Linked DNA regions of Triticum aestivum: region 1 is linked to region 2. A link is a contact called in public Hi-C data. All regions are on one chromosome and are shown on one strand. Each heading gives the region's core, a stretch centred on a gene start, on an enhancer-like site or on the middle of the called end of the contact. The rest is flanking DNA. Distances are from core to core; before and after follow the strand shown. Region 1 holds the start of LOC123070661 (endoribonuclease YBEY, chloroplastic). Region 2 holds the start of LOC123070659.

Region 1 (4,127 bases), core at 925-3,424, 240 kb after region 2:
GAGCAACAAGCAACGGATAAGGGATGTACCATCCATATCACAGAAAATATACTTGAATTTTGGTCTATAAAATCTTAGGCTGCCAGCTCTCTTTAGACTGTTCGTTACTTGTCCTGTAAACATTCTTACACAGCAATAACCAGATTACATCATCATATGAGTGATATGCATTTCAAGACACGGATAACAAGGAGAGTAATTACGGATATGCCAAAAGAACATACCACCCAATGTTTCTGTGTGAGGCTTGCTCAAATCAGGAGCGTTCTTAGCAAGACCTTTCCATTTCCACCTTAGACTTTTTAAAATGAGCAGCTCCTCCTTCTCCATTTCCATTGCAGCCTCATCACTAATCTGACGGTCAAAACCCAGAAGACGTAACAGGCCACGAACCTAGTACAGAATAGAAGGAGATTATCATTTTATGCATAATAAATAATATTATGTGCAGCAATTAACATAAACCACTCCAAAGTTCAAACAGGGGGGCGGGGTCGTATAACAATCGCAAGGGAACATACCACTAGTGTCCGCAGTTCATCGAGAAGGGTATGACCTTTCGCCTCAGCTTGCCTTGCAGCTGTTTCCACCGATATTACTATATCACCCAACATAAGCTGCAATAAGAAAATACAGTGGGAGAGAGAGGTAAGGCTAAAGGTACAAACGGAAAGAAAGAAATCAAATGCTGATTTGTTCTTACAGTAGGAACATCCAGATCGGGAATGAACTGTGACACTGAGAGCATATCAGTAGCGCAGTCCTCGCCTCTCCATTCTTTGTTAAGATTCTGGATGAAGTTGTCGTTGCATAGCAGCACAGAAACCTCAACCTTTTCATACTTCCCAACGTCACTTATTGAAGTGTCTCGTGTTTTGTAGTTATACTCCAGAAGTCCATCTAGCGCAATTTTCATCGCCATAGGAACATTTAATTTCATGATTTCTATAACGTTCTGCATACACATTAAGGAAAACAAAGATCAACAAACACTCACCCAACCAATTGCAAATGTGAACAACTGAACATAATAAATCACCGTGAGGGAAATAAACTATCGAGAGAGAAAATCATCCCAGAACTCCAGTTGTACATAAGTGCAGTAGTGCACCTAGATTACCAGTAATAGAGCTCCCTGAACCACTAGGTGCTACTTTCTATTGGTAAATGGCAATCACGACCAGTTTGAAACGATACTACATGACTTCTATCACAATACCAACAGTCCAGAGTTTACAGGGGAGCAAATGAGTACCCTTTAGGCCTTGTTCAGTTCCACAGGGTTTCAAGGGGTTTGGAGCAGATTGGCAGGGATTAAATCCCCAGCTAGTCAAAATCCACATCAAACCCCTCCAATCCTCTCCAATCCCCTTGTGGTGGGGATTAACCGAACAAGGCCTTAGGGTATTCTCTGACCCTCTCTAGTACAACTAAATGAACTAAATTTTCAGAACTCACATCATTTTTGAAAATTTAGTTCATTTGCTTGAACTGAGGTGGGTCACAGGGTACACTGTACGCCACAAATTTGCATCCCTAAGAGTTTATATATCGTTTAGAAATATCAGAGTAACGCTTGATGATACATCATCCGAGTAGTGCTGCACACAATACAACTTTTGCCATCATTTTCATCTGAATTTCCTATGACGCTTTTTAAAGCAGTAGTAGCTAGCCGCGACACAGCGAGGTTTGACTAAATGGAATGTGTACCAGCACTTCGACGTCGTCGGGCAAATCATCCTCGACGCTGATGCGGGCGCAGAGCTCTATCTCGCTCTCCTTGGGCGGGGGCGGGGGAGTAGGGTCCTGCCGCGGCTCTCGCTTCGCCGCCGCCTGCCCGCGCCGCGCCCTTCGGAAGCCGCGTATGCCAGCGAGGAATCCAGCGAAAGGCTGCGCGAAGCGGGAGGGCTCGGGGGTGGGTGTGAACCCCCGCCAGGAGAGCAGGGAGGCCGTGGACGCCGCCGCAGGGAGGAGCGGCGTGGAGCTGAGCAGCGCCGCGCCGCGGAGGGGCGGGGAGAGATGGAGGTGCGAGCGCGAGGCGAACGGAAGGGCCCGCGATACGATGCGCGCCATGGTCGCGCTCGCGCGGCGGCCGGCGGCGGAGAGATGGAAGACGAGCCGAAAGGGAGGGGTTTTGTGGTTTCCTTCGTTGGTTTTAGTTTGGCTCGTCCGCTTTGTACTACAAGTAGGTTGTAATTGAACAACACCCCCCCCCCCCCCCCCCAAAAAAAGTAGGTTGTAATTGCATTTTCGCACCTTGCTGCATGTAGTAGAAGTTTGTGCCTTTGTGGAAGATGTTTTTTTTTCTAGGCGAAAATGAGTTTATTTCAAAATTATAGGGTTACAGCCGAGAGGTAGAAGTTCATCAATACAAGGTGGCCCTCTCTGCAGTCATACAACAATGCTACACTCGGTTCAACTATATAACGCGTGTCAATCTGTTACCCTATTTTGCTCCTGTCTAATCTTGTGTGGAATAACTCTAGTCCAACATCAACGATTTAATCTTAGCAACCAGGTGTTCATAGGTTGAGCGAGCTGAGCAGTGCCATATAATGTCGGCAAAGTCTTTGAAGAGTTTAACTGAACGATGCAAAGTATTGCAGAACCAACACCATGCCTTGCATCAATGCGTGAATGTTCGCTTCAAGCGCATCATTACGGTGGGATAAGAATGGTAAGCTACGAAATAATACTACAGTCGTGTCTCCTCGGGATCATACCCGGTGTCGCTATCCCATCCTACACATGGAAGGTGTCGTCCACTAACACGGCAACCTAGTTCATTAGTTGTGGGGCTGCGATAGAGGGGGAACCAAAATCTTTGACTCCGATCCCCTAGTGAACTCATCAACGGGCATCTTCCCTTTTCTTTTTTAACAACCGTGGGGGGATGTCGGATTTCGGGCTCCGCGGACCTAAGAAGGGTTCGAACTCAGGGGCGTGCGCGAAGAACTCAACCTCTCAAGCCGATCGACTCGCTGCTCTCACGACCTAGCTCGATGAACAGGAAGGAAAAGGACACAGCAGTTTACCCAGGTCCGGGCCACCTTGCGGTGTAAAAAACTACTCCTGCTTTGTGGTGGATTAGCCTCACGGGGGGCTGAGGATGAACTAGTACAAGGGGAAGAACAACCTCACGAGGCTTGTTCTTGTGATGAGCTCTTGGGGTTTTGTCTCTCAAGGGCTCGATGATCGATCCTTCGATCCCCTTTCTACGGTGGTGGCTAGGCTATATTTGTAGTGGCTCTGGTCCTCTTCGCCAAAACTTAGGCGGGAAAGGATCCCACAACGGCCAATTTTGAAAGGGGACAAGTAGTACACTTGATCCTGACGAAAGGTGGTCTTCGCCTGCAAAGCTTCTGATCATGACGTCGTGGTGGGCTCGACGATGACATCCATCCTACCGTTTTGGCGGCCCTGGTCTCGTTGCACGTAAACGACAACCTTTGGTTGATTCCTTGGGACTCCGCACCTACGCTTGCCTCCTTTGCACCAAAGAGGAAACCTGCCGCTCTGCGCTCGCTGGCGCGCGCCTGGCCTTGGTCGTCATGGCTGATGTCATTTCAGCCTCATGAGGCGAGGGCTTGCATAGAAATCTCCGCTCCTCCGGAGGCTGCCTGAGGAGGCCGCTCCTTTGGGAGGTCTTGATGTCGTCCGCCTCGCGAGGCTTGGCCCCTCGCGAGGGTCTTGTCTTGTCGTGGTTGAAGATGGGCCGTACCAGGCCGTTGATGGAGCCACACCGTGCGCCGCAGGCAAGCAAGTTTGGGTACTCTGGTTCCTTGAACGCCGACAGAAGCCCCCGGGCCCAAGGCGCGCTCGCACTTGGCTTCGAGGCGAAGCCAAAAGGGCAAGTGCGGAACACCGCGGGCCCCAATCGCCTGCGGACCGAGTCAACGCACGGCACTTGATGGGATGTGGGCGTCTCTGCTTCCCCACGCTGTCTTGGCAACCGTCCGACTTGACAACTGTCGGCTGCATGTAGAGAAAATCATTATTACTTGAGATCGTGGGAGGCTGACGATCGACCTCCTCTTGGCTATAAATGCGGGAGCGGGCGGAGCCCCTGCCCATCTTCATCTTCTCGCTTCTGGCTTCTCCCTCTTCTTGCTCCACCACCTCGC
Region 2 (4,448 bases), core at 711-3,210:
TAGGACATGTAATTGTCCCGGCTAGACAAAAAGTGGGTAAAAGAGAGCCTAGGCGCAGGCGCACCTGGCCTGCCTGGGCATCTGCGTCGGCGGGAGTGGACACCGCGAGCCATGGGAACACGGGAACAGAAACACCGTTTCATCACCCTAGCTTGTCGACGGTCTGGTTGGGCCAGCAAACCAGCGGCCGTGTCCCCGGCACCGCACCGGTGCTCGTGCCATGGCAGGCGCGTGAGCTGAGCTGTCCTTGTTCTTTTGCAGTGGGTGAACACGCGCCTTCCACCTGGACTGGTCGCGGGGCGGATGTCCAGTTACGCACAGCTCATCACTTTCGCTACTATTGCTACAGTCCTTGGTTCATAGCTTGATTCTCCGTGCATGTCTCTTTTCTTATATACAAATAAGGCCTCTTTGGTTCATAGGAATATTGTAGGAATTGCAAAGGATAGGAATTTCGTAGAAAAAATTCCTTTGAAGTCCTTTGGTTTATAGGAATGGATTCGTATTCCTACCTAGGATAAGAATCAATCCTTCACATTTCAAAGGAAAAAAAACATTAGCCTAGACTCAATGAAAAAAATCCTATCCTATACATCAAGTGACATCTCTTTCTTTATAGGATTTGAGATGCATGTCATCTCACTTTTTATGATTTTTCTATTTCTATATTATTCCTATCCTATGAACCAAAGAAGGCCTATACTCCATGCAAGTCCGTAGTTTCTACAGTACAACAATTCCTGGTTACATATTCAGGTCTTGAAGAAACTGATGCCAGGAGGTTGATGAGTCTACTTCTCTTTTGCCACAATAATGCAGTCCATCTTGGTGGTGCTTCCTGGTGATGTTGAGACGCACCATTTATCTCGTGCGTCTTTTAAACCATAAATGGTTGTTAAGCACAATGCCACTTTTATCCCGAGAGCTACTCTACACGGACGCTGCTCCCGCCTTTTTATCCCGTGCAATGGAAGCCAAGGGAACACGAATAGTGCGCTAGAAATGCGACGCGGAAAACCAAACACGTGTGTGTCGTCACCAAACTCTCAGCTGCCCATCCATGGAATCTCATTTTACACATTTCCGCCGAGACGTCAAATTATGTGGTGCTCCAGCACCAAAGACTGACGCAACAGGATGAATTTGTGGAGGAGTAAATCCTAAGGATAAAAACCACGTGTCTCTTCGACAGGTGAAGGGAAGAGAAGGAGTGTCCCTTCAACCAAGGAAGAACCTTCAGTGGAACTCACTCTCTACAGCTCGATCCACCAGATTTTTTCCAAGTTCAAACCTCGTGCAAATTTTACTTGGCGTCTCCATCGCTCCAAATGCACTGTTGCAGAATAGCCTGGATCGCGGGGCATCAGTGTTTGTTTATAACTAGCCGATCGATTATAGAGGTTCCGAAGCATATGCCGGTACAATTTTCCGGCACGTTTGATAAGAGTCATTTGGAGCCACAAGCTCCTCAAAGCGATGCAGTATCACCTCCTACAGTCTGTACAATAGTACTATAGTACAGTAGGAGTAGGTTTTAGCAGGGCCACCGACGAGTCAGCTCCCAATCCCAATTAGAAGGGCAACCCAGCGGCAGCGCGCCGCGTGTCCCGGCTGCGCTCCGTTCAAAACGAGATCGACATGGTGACTTGCAAGGCAGCATCATCTCATCTCCACCACAACATGGCATGGCCTGAGATGTCAGCCTCGCAAACCAACTCCCCAAAAAGGATAATAATAATCATATAATAAACCGACCAGCGAACAAACTAAGGAGATGGAGATAAGATCGGATCGGGGCGGCACCAGCGGCAGAATCCGCCAAAGCGAAGGCATGTGGGTGGGAGTGGCCAACAAACTTCAATACTACTCCGTTTTTATTTCTGAAAAGAAAATGATAAGCCGTGCTCATGGGGTCCAAGTCATCGGTGTCCAAGCGAACCTAACTTGCGCAATGTAAACACGCCGGAAACGAACGGTGATGTCACTGGCGCAAATTGCGTTCGGTTTCGAAGTATTAGTCAAAGCGCACTACCACGACGCCCAGCGTTATCCCCGTCGTCTCTATATATACCCGCCCTCCTGCCAGATTGTAAAGGTCGTGAAACACAGCCAGCAACAGCAAGAACAAGAGCAGGAATATATCCATCCATATACAGCAGCAAGCATACCTTCCTCGCCTTTCTCCTTGAGGTTCATCGCAGAAACAAGAAACTCGCAGCCATGGACAGATCTGCTGTTTCTCAGGCCCTTCCGGTGCACCAGGAAGACGAGGACCTGTTCGAGACCTCCTCCTCCTTCTCCTGCGACTCCGACGACGAGGCCCAGTTCTCAGACGGCGAGGACCAGTTTGTGCCGGCTTCCCCGCCGGTGCGGAGACTCAACTCTGACAGCGTCTACGATCTGTCGTCCATGAAGGCCGAACTCTCCGCCAAGTAAGTCTCTGATGAACTCGATGCCTCCCTTCATAAGTTCATCATACCGTCATACGGAGTACGTATGTGCAGCAACAAAAGGGAAGTTTTCCCTGACCATGTTCCTCTTCTCTCTGTGCAGGAAAGGGTTGTCGAAATACTACGACGGAAAGTCCCAGTCGTTCGCGTGCATGTCCGAGGTGAGATGCCTGGAGGACCTGCCCAAGAAGAGCCCCTACAAGAAGATCAAGTCGTGCAGGAGCAACATCGATCTGGATGGGAACCAGAAAGCCTACCCCTTACCTGGTTCTAACAACAGCAAAGGAATCGCCAAGCAGAACTCTGCGAGCTCCTGCGCGAATCTGATGATGGCGCGGACCAGCAGCGCCAACATGCTCTACAGGCCTCCCGCGATCCCTGTCAACAAGAGCGCGTGCCATCAGTAGGGCTCGCGGCTGCAAATGTCTGTCCATGGCTGGCCTCGCGCCTCTTCGTTGTTCCTTGTTGAGGATTTTTCTTGGCGGGCGTATTAGCCTGTCAATGTAAAGAGGCTTTTGCTTCTCTCATGTTCTTCAGGAAGACATTGATTGATTCAGTCTGTAAATACAGAGACCGGTTGTATACCAAACATTTCTATTGATGCGTGCCCCCTCCACCGCACGGCCATAAATCTATACCCATTTTGTCTGGATTTTATCCGTATGAGATAGAAATAAGGAAAACAAACGCCGGACAAACTCGCTGCACCCAACGCTGCTATCCCATTTCACCAGCTGTCCGTCCTCGTCATTTCTTCAAATACGTAGCCGGCATATGTGGCCGCTCCTGCTCATGCACGCCCCCGCTCCAGTCGCGACCGCATGCCCGCCGTCGCGCTCGACGCCTCGCCGTGCTTGTGCCCTCGCTCCCGCCGCGCCCGCGCGCACGCCTCTCCCGCCTCTGGATTTCTGGATTTCATTAAAGGAAACTGACTGAGAATGAATCTCTGGATTTCATTAATGATGATTGGGGTATATATACCCTCCCAACAGCCGCCAATTAAGGCGGTAATTACAAAGAGACATGTCCGTGCGGGCACAGGCGTCCGCACGGAGCAGGAGAGGCGGTGGACACACACAACCGTCTAATGACGGTTCTAATTACAATTAATCCTAATTAATTTTATTCCTAACACTCCCCCTTGTACAATGCCTGCTCCTTGCATCATCTTGAGAAATCCATCGTATAGTCTTTAAAGTCTTCTCCAAAAACCCTGTGGGAAAAATATGAGAAGAATAGTGTAGATATGTTGCTAAAACTCCTTTAAACCCAGTGGGAAAAATAATAAGGAGAAAATGATGCAACATATAATGATCATTGTCTCTTGATAACTCATATGAGAAAAACCTTTGAAGGAGAAAACCCATCGATGATTTTAGAGAACAATTAATATGTCTTGAGTACTTCCTTTAAAAACCCCGGTATGGAAAATAGGAAGTATGACATATCATCTTTGAGAGGATATTGCCTCATTAAAAACCATTATGAGAAACTATCAGATAAAACTCATAAGGGAAAAGAGTGCAATATGATATGCCATTGAAAACTCCTTTAAAACCCAGTGGGAAAAACATAAGGAAAAAATGGCATATATGGACACTTGTGTTATTTTGTCTCATTAAAAAACTTTTATGAGAAACCATTAGGGAAAAACTCATGAAGGGAAAAAGAGTACAATATACGCAATCTGATGATTGTTAACATGTTATATTGGGAGATTACTCCCCCTGAACTTTGCAAATCTAGAGGATATGTTATACCAGTTCCATTGACATGATCATGACAATCTGAATAATCTGTTGGATTTTCACAGTATTTTATTTGCAAACTGTTGTCTCACTTTTCTATAATTCGTGAGGATAAGAAATTCAAGCAATGTGATTTATGATATTGCTCTTCATATAACATGTAAGTATTGAGTAACACAAGTGGTAGTATCTTGATAAATCAAGTTATGTGATTCAAATGAATCTCAACCACATGACTTTGAGTGTGGTT

The links. A called contact is a pair of places that touch in the nucleus more often than the background predicts.
Region 1: a Hi-C map of an unstated tissue shows a contact between it and region 2, with 6 times the contacts expected there. The contact joins the promoter of LOC123070661 here to the promoter of LOC123070659 in region 2. A contact is called at or near these places in 2 of 5 Hi-C or Micro-C datasets (leaf and an unstated tissue).

Annotation. Positions count from the first base shown.
Region 1 is chr3B:513,861,608-513,865,734 of IWGSC CS RefSeq v2.1, forward strand. LOC123070661 (endoribonuclease YBEY, chloroplastic) reads right to left here and starts at 2,175. Exons shown (of 12, transcript XM_044493952.1): 1 at 1,714-2,175; 2 at 704-955; 3 at 522-617; 4 at 225-393; 5 at 30-113. The coding sequence starts at 2,076.
Region 2 is chr3B:513,622,630-513,627,077 of IWGSC CS RefSeq v2.1, forward strand. LOC123070659 reads left to right here and starts at 1,961. Exons shown (of 2, transcript XM_044493950.1): 1 at 1,961-2,432; 2 at 2,554-2,955. The coding sequence starts at 2,221. The coding sequence ends at 2,857.